Linked DNA regions of Mus musculus: region 1 is linked to region 2. A link is a contact called in public promoter capture Hi-C data. All regions are on one chromosome and are shown on one strand. The core of a region is the stretch at or near the end of the contact, and the rest is flanking DNA. Distances in the headings are between cores, read along the strand shown. Region 1 holds the start of Zfp354c (zinc finger protein 354C). Region 2 holds the start of Mgat1 (mannoside acetylglucosaminyltransferase 1).

The links. Promoter capture Hi-C pulls out the DNA fragments that hold promoters and counts their contacts.
Region 1: a contact with region 2 is called in a promoter capture Hi-C map of pre-B cells, with 2.8 times the contacts expected there. The contact joins the promoter of Zfp354c here to the promoter of Mgat1 in region 2.

What each region holds. Positions count from the first base shown.
Region 1 is chr11:50,825,808-50,830,948 of GRCm38.p6, forward strand. Zfp354c (zinc finger protein 354C) reads right to left here and starts at 1,924. Exons shown (of 5, transcript NM_013922.4): 1 at 1,772-1,924; 2 at 619-703. The coding sequence starts at 651. It also overlaps a transcript of Zfp879 not described here.
Region 2 is chr11:49,247,607-49,252,466 of GRCm38.p6, forward strand. Mgat1 (mannoside acetylglucosaminyltransferase 1) reads left to right here and starts at 2,946. Exons shown (of 3, transcript NM_001110150.1): 1 at 2,946-3,049; 2 at 3,944-4,068.

The DNA.
Region 1 (5,141 bases), core at 674-3,173, 1.6 Mb after region 2:
TTCTTTTATTAATGAAGTTAAGAACCCAAAAGAAAGGGCCAAATTTCCCTGGCAACTGAAGGCCACAGAAGATATTTTAAATTATGTTTTATGTCTGTATGGATGTGGTACCTGTTGATAATAAATAATAATAATAATAAATAAAATATAATATAATAAATAACATAAAATAAAAAATAGAAATAATTTAAAAAATAAATAATAAATAAGCCTTTGGTTTAGGCAGGAAATTAGGAAATGGGACATGAGGGAGAAGAGAGAATTCTGGGATTGAGCCAGAGGAGAGATCCAATGGTAGGGAGACCTTCACAGCTCTGTCTTTGGCTAACACAATGGGGTAGGCACTCCATCTGAAGGACTCCCTGTATAAAAAAAGAAAGCACCTGGGAGGTCTTATGAGGTGGTGGCTATCATCTGTGCTGGGCCTGGCAGAATCCTTTGATAAGTGTGAGGAGGGAGGCTTTTGTATCTTTTCTTTGCAGGTCAGCTTCAAACTGGAGTTTGCATACCCCTGTTAAATGCTAATTTTGCAAGGGAAAAAATTGGCAGGGGCAGAAAATGGAAACACATCCACATCTGAGTCAGAAAGCAATTTATGCAAAGACAAGCTTCACTTACTGTGCCTCGGGCAGCCAGCAAATCCACAGCCATTTCCCTTCTTAGTTTTTCTGCCAAAGGAGAGCCGAGTGCTGACCAAATATGCCTGGGAAGAAAAAAAAAAAAAAGGTGTAGTAAGGAATTCTGGTACAAAGGGAAGGCTTGGAGCCAGGAGGGTAAAGCCACCCACAAAGGGGTCTGGAGAAGTGGCTGTGTGATTAAAAGCACTTCCCTTGTTCGCAAAGAAGTTTGATTATCAGCACCCACATTGGGCTATCCACAGCTACTTGTAACTACAGGGGATCCAACATCCTCTCTGGCTTCCTTAGGTACTGTGTGCTCATGGGCACAGACACACAAACAGACACAAACATACACACATGAAAATAAATTAAGTTTTAAAACCCACCCATAATGGTACCAAATGACAGGAACACTGACAAAGCCAACCTGCCAAAACTACATCCCTTCTGTATATTAATCACTCTTCTTCTTTCTTACACTGATCCCTCCACACCCACCTACAGACCCTTTAGCACCTTGTACAAGATTCGTGGCAATGTCAAAAGGTTGGGCAGGACTGATTTAAAGTACAAAGGATAATGTGTCCAAGCTCTCTGCAAATGCTGTGTCTGTCTACCGCAAGAACTTAAGTGTTGGCTGTTTGGGAATTCCTGGAACCAGTCCTCTGTGCAGCAGAGGTGGGGCTGTGCTGTCGACGTGGCTGAGGTGGACAGCCAGGAGGTTCACAGCCTGCCCAAAGTGACAAGACAGCAAGCATCACAAATGGGAAGGAAATTCTGCTTTCAGTCTAAGGCTCCGATCAAGACTCAGAGAACTCTCGGGCCACAATGTGCCTTGGTTTCTTCTTCTGCACCATAGGCACAATGAAGGGCCAAGGGGCCTGTAACTTGCTATTAGATGCGCTAATTCATTAAGTTAGATTAGACTGCTAGGTATCGGCTGTTGATTTTATGATCTGCATAGCTAAGATGCTACAGAAGATGCACAGGCCTCTGGATCCGCAGTTTGGTCCCAGCCACGCTTCGTGGAGGGCCAAACCCGCAGAAAGATCCCCGAGCCTGAGGCCGCAGAGCAGTCGCCAGGCCGCGCCGGGCTCGCCGGGAAGCCCACCGCCCGCTACGCCCCGGTCGCCCCTCTTCACCCCACTCACGGACGCCGGCGCTCGCTCCCACCACTCTCAGCACGAGCAGTCTCGAGGATGTCGGCCCCAGACGCTCTCTCCTAGCACAGTCAGGATCACCTCCACCAGGAGCCCCCCAAAACGCCGCGAGCAGCCCCGCCACCGGGAGAAGCCCCAGAGAACTACTACTCCCGGCATGCCTGAGGTCTTTTCTGACTACACCTCCCAGAAGGCACCGGGGCCAGGCGCGTTCTGAAAGCTGAGTCGGGTCGTGTTGCACTGCAAATCCAGCAAGCCTGTCCCTGCTCTCTCAGTCAGTCCCTCAGACTTGTTTGCTAGGAGGGTGAAGTGATGTGACAGGACAAAAGTGGAATTTAGGGTTTAGGAGCGAGGTACCCATAGGTACCAGGCCAGCCTGACTGACTACATGTGGACAGCCAGGACTACATAGCGAGACTAAAACCAAAAAAAGTAAAACAAAACAAAACTCTAGGAGAACCCTAGCCCACATCACTAATCATTGTAGTTTATTTTTTTTACATTTTTTATTAGGTATTTAGCTCATTTACATTTCCAATGCTATACCAAAAGTCCCCCATACCCACCCACCCCCACTCCCCTACCCACCCACTCCCCCTTTTTGGCCCTGGCGTTCCCCCGTACTGGGGCATATAAAGTTTGCGTGTCCAATGGGCCTCTCTTTCCAGTGATGGCCAACTAGGCCATCTTTTGATACATATGCAGCTAGAGTCAAGAGCTCCGGGGTACTGGTTAGTTCATAATGTTGTTCCACATATAGGGTTGCAGATCCCTTTAGCTCCTTGGGTACTTTCTCTAGCTCCTCCATTGGGAGCCCTGTGATCCATCCATTATCTGACTGTGAGCATCCACTTCTGTGTTTGCTAGGCCCCGGCATAGTCTCACAAGAGACAGCTACATCTGGGTCCTTTCGATAAAATCTTGCTAGTATATGCAATGGTGTCAGCGTTTGGATGCTGATTATGGGGTGGATCCCTGGATATGGCAGTCTCTACATGGTCCATCCTTTCATCTCAGCTCCAAACTTTGTCTTTGTAACTCCTTCCATGGGTGTTTTGTTCCCAATTCTAAGGGGGGGCATAGTGTCCACGCCCCAACTGGTAAGAAGGACACATGCTCCACTATGTTCATAGCAGCCTTATTTATAATAGCCAGAAGCTGGAAAGAACCCAGATGCCCCTCAACAGAGGAATGGATACAGAAAATGTGGTACATCTACACAATGGAGTACTACTCAGCTATTAAAAAGAATGAATTTATGAAATTCCTAGCCAAATGGATGGACCTGGAGGGCATCATCCTGAGTGAGGTAACACATTCATAAAGGAACTCACACAATATGTACTCACTGATAAGTGGATATTAGCCCCAAACCTAGGATACCCAAGATATAAGATACAATTTGCTAAACACATTGTAGTTTATTTTTACTGTATACAATACACAGAAAACAATGTGACATGGGCCTTGATGTGCATCCCAGGATGGCTTCAGAAAGCAGGAGGATTAAAAAATAAAAGTAATTGATTGAATGCCTTTTGATTTTTTTTTTTTAAATCCAGCTAGCTGCTGAATCCTAAAATCAATTTCCATTTGGTTGGGACAGCAATGGACCTTCAGAGATCCTGCCTACCTCTAACCTCTAGGGTTTCGTTGTTTTGTTTTGTTTGTTTGTTTAAAAGAAAAACATAACCTTAACTCTCTCAAGTTTATATTTCTGATCTGGGAAGTCAGCCTAAAGAACAACAAAAACTCAGCAGTGAAGGTGTTTAAATAGCCCTTCATTGCTAAACCGAGGCTCTCTCAGAAGCCACAGTCTGTTGAGTGAAAAAAAAATCCCAGTTTCAGGTATGTGTTGCCTCTATCAGTATCACTGGCCATAGAGGCCCTCTTACCCTACAAAAGCAATTGTTTCTGGTTTTGTTGTTGTTTTTGTTTGTTTCCAGAACTAAATGAGAGTTCCTGTTGCTGGAGATGTCACGTTCTTTCGTTGCAGGAGCATGGAGAATTCAGGCTTGGCCTGAGCTGGAAGATATCTCCATGTGCTAGCTCATTGTCAAAGTGCTCAAAAGCAGCTGTGCAGGCTCCTGGGGTAGAGCCGATGCCAATATTCTTGTTCAGCTACGAACATAGTATGGGTACAGCCAGGATTGTCCATTTTCATTTAAAGCCTGTTTCACTGGAGAAAACTTCTATTTTCCAGGGCAAAACCTGTGGCTGGGGAGATCCTAGTCCCCAGTAAGGGAAACTACTGCTGTTATTTTGTTTAATAGGTACTACATACCTTCGAACCATTTGAGATTATGGGAATAGAAAACCGCAGCTATTAACATTGGTTGTGGGAGAAAACTTTTTTTTTAAGTGTGTATACTCTCATATGAGTTTAGATGTCCATGAAAGCCAAAAGCTTTCATGCCCTGGAGCTGAAGTTACAGCAAGTTAGAAATCACCCAACATGAGTGCTGGGAATTGAACCAGGGCCTTTCGCAAGAGTGGTACTATAACCTGACTTTTGGCTTCTTTGTGCGTTCTTTTTTTCTCTTACCTTCCCCACCCTTATCCCCTCCAAACCCCCAACACTAGGTAGGAGAGAAAGGATAGAGGGAGAGGGGGTGATGATGTCATTAGACTACTTCCTGCTGATGAGGACCTTTGAACTCCTTGGGGGCAATTTTGATCTTTGTAGTCAGGATATCGCCAACCAGAAACCAGCAATGCAAACAGCAGGAGAGGGGTGAGCTGCCACATCTCTCTCAGGGGCTCTTGTATTTATATACTCTCTTAAGAGTCCTCAGAATTCCAACCGCCATACACTTGCAGAAACTATCTGCAGCTGGAAGAATCATGTACCCTGCCAGAGCATGAGGCAAATCATGTCAGCTGCTGTGGACAGTCTGAAGCAGCCCCACACCTGGGATTAAAAAAAAAAAAAAACATATTCCCAAAACAGTACTATGTTTTAAAAGAAACAAAAATTCTCACTATGTAGAGAACTGTTTTAACCATGGGATTGCAATTTCTCCTGACCTGGGAAACACCCCTCCCCAGTGGGAGGTAGTTGTGGGTCACAGTTTGTCATGGCACTAAGAATACTGAATGTTGCTGTGGTATACTGAGCCTCAAGCCATGAATGGAAGACAACAATCAGACAGACATCTGTATGGCTCTAAGGCACAGGGAAGGTTGCAGAAGAGAAGAGTGGAGAGGGTGCTGTTATGTGCTTTGAGCTTACCTGGAATGGGAACAGGGAAAAAAGAGGCTCTCGCGGCTCAGGAAGCTCTAGAAATGTCATAGGCTTAAGAAGCTGACTCGAGAAGTCTATATAAACAGAGCACATCTGCTACAGGGAGCACCGTGCTAC
Region 2 (4,860 bases), core at 1,696-4,195:
ACTCTTTGGTCAGACATTTCTTTCCAGCCTTCTCATGGGATCAGCAGATTGCTAGGGTACCACACTCAAGTGTGTCAGGCTGTTTAGCCAGGACTGGTGGTAAATTTAATCACACGTTGTGTGGGGATTTTTAAGTGGATTTATTTAGACCTTACTTTATTCTAAAGGAAGCGCAGGTAGCTAATGAAGGATTTCAGAGGCATTGCTCAGTGTCTACATTGTTAGTAAGCTTGATTTTCTTTCTCTATCACTTTGTGGTTTGGGACAGACATGTTAGGAAGAATGAGAAAGGAAACTTAAACACCAGTTTAACACTTTGGTTTTGTTTCCTCTAACGGCTTTAAGCCAAGGTTTCTTCAGAAATTCAGAGCATGAGTCCTTTCCAAACTGCAAACACTTTCAGGTAGCCAGGCTGGAGTTTGTGAGCAGCAATTTCCTGGAAGTTTTTACTTTTTTTTTTCTTAAGTTCCTTTTTGGTGGTAGCAGAGTAAGCAGGCAAGCATATTACCTCTTAATTCTCTGTTATCCTGTGACTAGATCTACCTGTTTTTTCCATTTGCACATAATCTGATCCCAGGCTCATCCCCAGAGTCTAGACAGGCAGCTCCCATTTCTTACTTTCTTCCCTAGTGTAAGCTCTGTAGAGCCCAAGGCCTCAGTACTGATACGTGCTTGTTGCTTAGACCAAATACTATTACCCTTGTTTAAAATTTACCCAATCCAAATTCTATGTTGTAGCCTATTTTTTTTCGGAGGCAGGGTAGCCTTTTTGCTGGGGATCATTCTGTGAGCCTTGGAATTTAAACAAAGGGCTGAAGAGATGGATGTGGTGGGGAGTTTCTGTGTTCTGACCTGCTTCCTGTCTAAGTGCCTTGGCAGGAAAGTCACTCTGACATGGCCTGGGCTGCCTCGTCTTCACCATCTTCAGGACCTACTATGTATGGATTTTATCCAGGATGGTGATTTGTGCTCCTTATATTTTGGATATCTTCAGACCAGTTTCCCAACTTTTTACACATCCAGGGAACTTGGTCATTTTTTTCTCACACTTTGGCACTGAGTGTGAAGGCTATAAGTCCCTAATTCCTTTTTATGGGAAGTAGAAAGAGGCCTAAAGTATATAAACATTGGCATTCTCTTGGCACATGCATGGGCTTGACTTTCCTGTCACAGTCTGTGCAGTCAGCTAAACTGGAAATAGTGGGCATACACACACCACACCCACACACAGTCCTCCTCCCTCCCTCATGCGTCAGCCCTTTCCTCTACGTGAGGGCAGAATTCCAGCTGCTACTGTGAAGCTTCTCCGCTGCCCCACTGTGTCCTGTCACATGGGCACAAAGCCATCTCAGCAGTCCTTCTCAAGGGCTCACCAGGGTACCAGGTTTGGAAGCTGAAATGCCTAAATCTAAAATCTGGCTATGACTTCTGACTTAACAGCTTCCATACACCCAAAGCCTCAGACTTCTCTCTGCTGAGCTCTGCAGAGATGCGGGAGAGTGTACAGAGAGGCCAAGAAAACAGGCTTGGACGGAAGGGCAGCTTCCTAGTGTCTCCTGACAACTTTGTTTTACTTCCTCACCTGCCCACAAGGGCCCTTAAGGTACTCCCACTTTCTGCATAATTCCTGGTGTCTGGTACGAACAAGTTAGTGAGTAACACTCAGTAAGCACAGACCTAAAAGTCCCGGTTACCTTGGGGACTCTGGAACAGTAGTGATGAAGTCTGTAGGTAGGAGGGTCTGTCTGAGGTTGAGTATATCTAGTAATCAACTGGCAGTGCCTCTGCTCCCCTCATGGGTGAAAGATCCAAGGGTGGTTGGAGCCAAGGCTTATGCAGAGGGCCAGGCACAGCAGGATGTGGGAGCCAGTGGGGGCTGTGGTACCATGGTGAGTGGACAGTAGGGATTCCCAGACATCTCTGATTCCAAAATGGTCCTGTCAGTGAGATGTGGCTTACTGTGAGTTGCTAATAATGCACGGCTCAGATCTCAGAAATAGTTTGTGCTCCGGGGCCACTGCTGACATCTAAATCAGACCCTGAAACTCCTGGTTGTCATCTTTCCTCCCCCACTCAGGCTGCTTGAGGCTCTGATTGAGGTACTTACCAAGTACTCTGTTCAGTTGGGTCCTGATGAGTCTCCCTGCCCCTCCCATGTTTCTTTTGCTTTAAAAAAATACCAAGGAATACAGATCCAGGGGTTTCCTTCCCCCTCCCATTCATTTTTAGGGTTACTCCAAAAGCCTGTGATTGATTCTTTCCTTCCTCAGGACTTAGGTTCAGTGTACAGGCCTGACTTTGGTTTCCCCGCCCATAAAGGGGCACACACACACACACACACACACACACACACACACACACAAGACAGAACTGAAACGGCGGCAGGCTGGCTCTTACCCACCTTGGGCAGCAGGTGTTTCCTCCCTATCTTCCCTTTTGAAACCGAATACTTGTTGCTTGCACACCCTCACCCCTCTCTTGCTGTTTTTTTTTTTCAACTAATAGTCTGCAACTTCCCTCGCATAGAGGAATGGTTCCCAGGTTCTTAGAATTGAGGTTGGTGAACGCTCTTCTTGCTGAGGAAACGCTTCTAACACCACCAAGTGCTGCACCCCTCAAAGTCGGTGAATCTCTAGATTCACTGGGCTGGACAAGGGACACTCTTGGGAAAAGTCTTTACTGGACAAGGCTCAGGGTGTGAGTGGGGTTGGCATCTACACAGGAGCTGCAACTGAGAGGGAAAGGGCCTCAAACAAACATCTCTGCTACCACTGCCTTTCGAAGTTGGGGGACTTGGGAAGACCCGTTGTTTAGATCTTGACCGGTGATCAGGAAGTCAGCAGTAGAGGAAGGCCCTGGAAGGAGGGGCCAGCGCGGACTCGCCCGTGGCAGGGCGGGGACCAACAGAGGGGCCTAGGGGCTGGGGAGCGCCGCCCCGCCCTCCCGGGGAAGGACCACATTGCCGGCTAGCAGGAAGGCCAACCAGACCGGACGAGGCCGCTCCAGCGCTGGGTGTTGCCGGTCCGGGGCGAGCCTGGTTCCAGGCGGGGTGAGTTGAGAGGATCCGGTGAGCTGGGCCGGGGGACGCCAGCGTCCTCAGTCCTGGGGCTTGTCCCAGGAGGACAAGGACCCCGGAGGAGAGAGGCCGCGCAGCCAGGGGAGTCGGGTCTGAGTCCCGAGTGTGCTCCAAAGCCAGGGCGGTGAGAGTGGCGGGCCCGCCCGGGGCCGCGCAGCGCGCAGTCTCCCCCACGCGGGGAAGTGGGAACTTAACGCACAGCTACAGGATTCCTGGCCTTCAGCTGCTAGAGGGAGGGTGGCTTCTCCAGGAGGAGCTGTTGTGAAACTCGGCAGGAGGGCACCTTGGGTGCGGGGCAGGGCAGGGCAGGGCAGGGGAGAGATGGGGTCGCCCTGAAGAAGTGGGAGACTGGAGTGGAAAGTGGACTTTATGCAAGCCTCACCCCAGCGTCCAGGCTTCATAAGTTACTAGGGCTGGCTTTTGCTCAGCCACAAGGAAAATTTGACTCAATGTTGAAATATGTGATTTGGCAAGAAAACTTTTTTTCCTAGCCTCCTTTCTAGTATGTTTGGAACAGGGGGCTCCCAAGAGGTGCAGAGCCCCCCCATTGTTCAAAATGTGGTTCAGAGGGACTGTGGCCCACCCATTCGAGTCTCCATGGAAGAGTGGCCTTCTGGTGAAGCTTCTTTTTCTTTAACCTTGGCTACTGTAAGGCTCTCGTGCTTGAGAATATTGCTGGCCAGCTTGATTGCCTGTCATTAGTACTATTTAGACTAGAGCGTCCTTGATTCTGGGGTCTTCCCGTTTCCAGTCACTAGTCCTTGACTTTTTAGCATGGAGATCACCAGTAATGGCAACATTACATCCCACTTCTGTTTCTCAGAAGGCTGTATTACAGTGTGTTCAAACTCCATGTCATTGCAACAGGTTAAACTCACTTTCTGCTTCGGACGTCAAGGTATTGCCATTCTAATCCAGACATCAAGGGCGGTGGAGAAGACAAAAGTCGGTTGTCTGTTTACAGAAGAGGAACTGAGGCAGTGGTTCTTCAGGTAACGGCTTCAGGGCTGTCTGTCTGGTGCCAGGCTATAGCAGCATTGTGTTTCCCTTTGACCTGTTCCCAGGTGAATAGCCTGTATCCCTCCTAGGTCTTACCCTCTATACTCTTGAATTATTTAGCATATCTACTCGGACTTCTTTTCAGTTCTTCTTCCCCTCTGAAATTATGGAGCCTGGTACATCATACAGAGTCTAACAAGAAAGTAATTCACTTAGAGAGCCGTTATCTGTGATGGACACTATGTGCTCTGTACTTGTTTAAGCTGTGCTTGCTATCATACTGGCAAAGCAGAAACAGGAGGGACAGTTCATCAACGGTTCTTCCATTTCGAGACTTAGTTGTAAGGCTAGAGTAATGGTTGCTCTACTGCTCCTGGCTGGAAGTTGACTATTTGCTGTTTGCTTGTTGCCTAAGAAACAGCCTCTGACAGAGAGGGGCAAGCATGGAATCCAGAGTGTTAGAAGCTAGATGTGCTAGTGCACGCTTGTAATATCAGAACTCTGCAGGCTGAGGCAGGAGGAGCATCAGGTGTAGTAGGCAAGCTTGCACTATGTGCACCGTCTTAGAAAGGAGCCTGCTCTTATGCGCTCCTTCAGATTAGAATGTGAGAAGGCCCCAGAGGGACTGGCAAGACTTGCCAGAGCCACCTGGCAGCTGGCAGAACCTTCAGTATGCCGAGACTCAGGTCTCACCCCACCATGGTGCAAATGTTGTTGTGCGTGGTGGTGTGGGTTCACCTGCTAGTTTCCTCAAAGGAGTCCTAAAAACACTGGAACCATGAAAG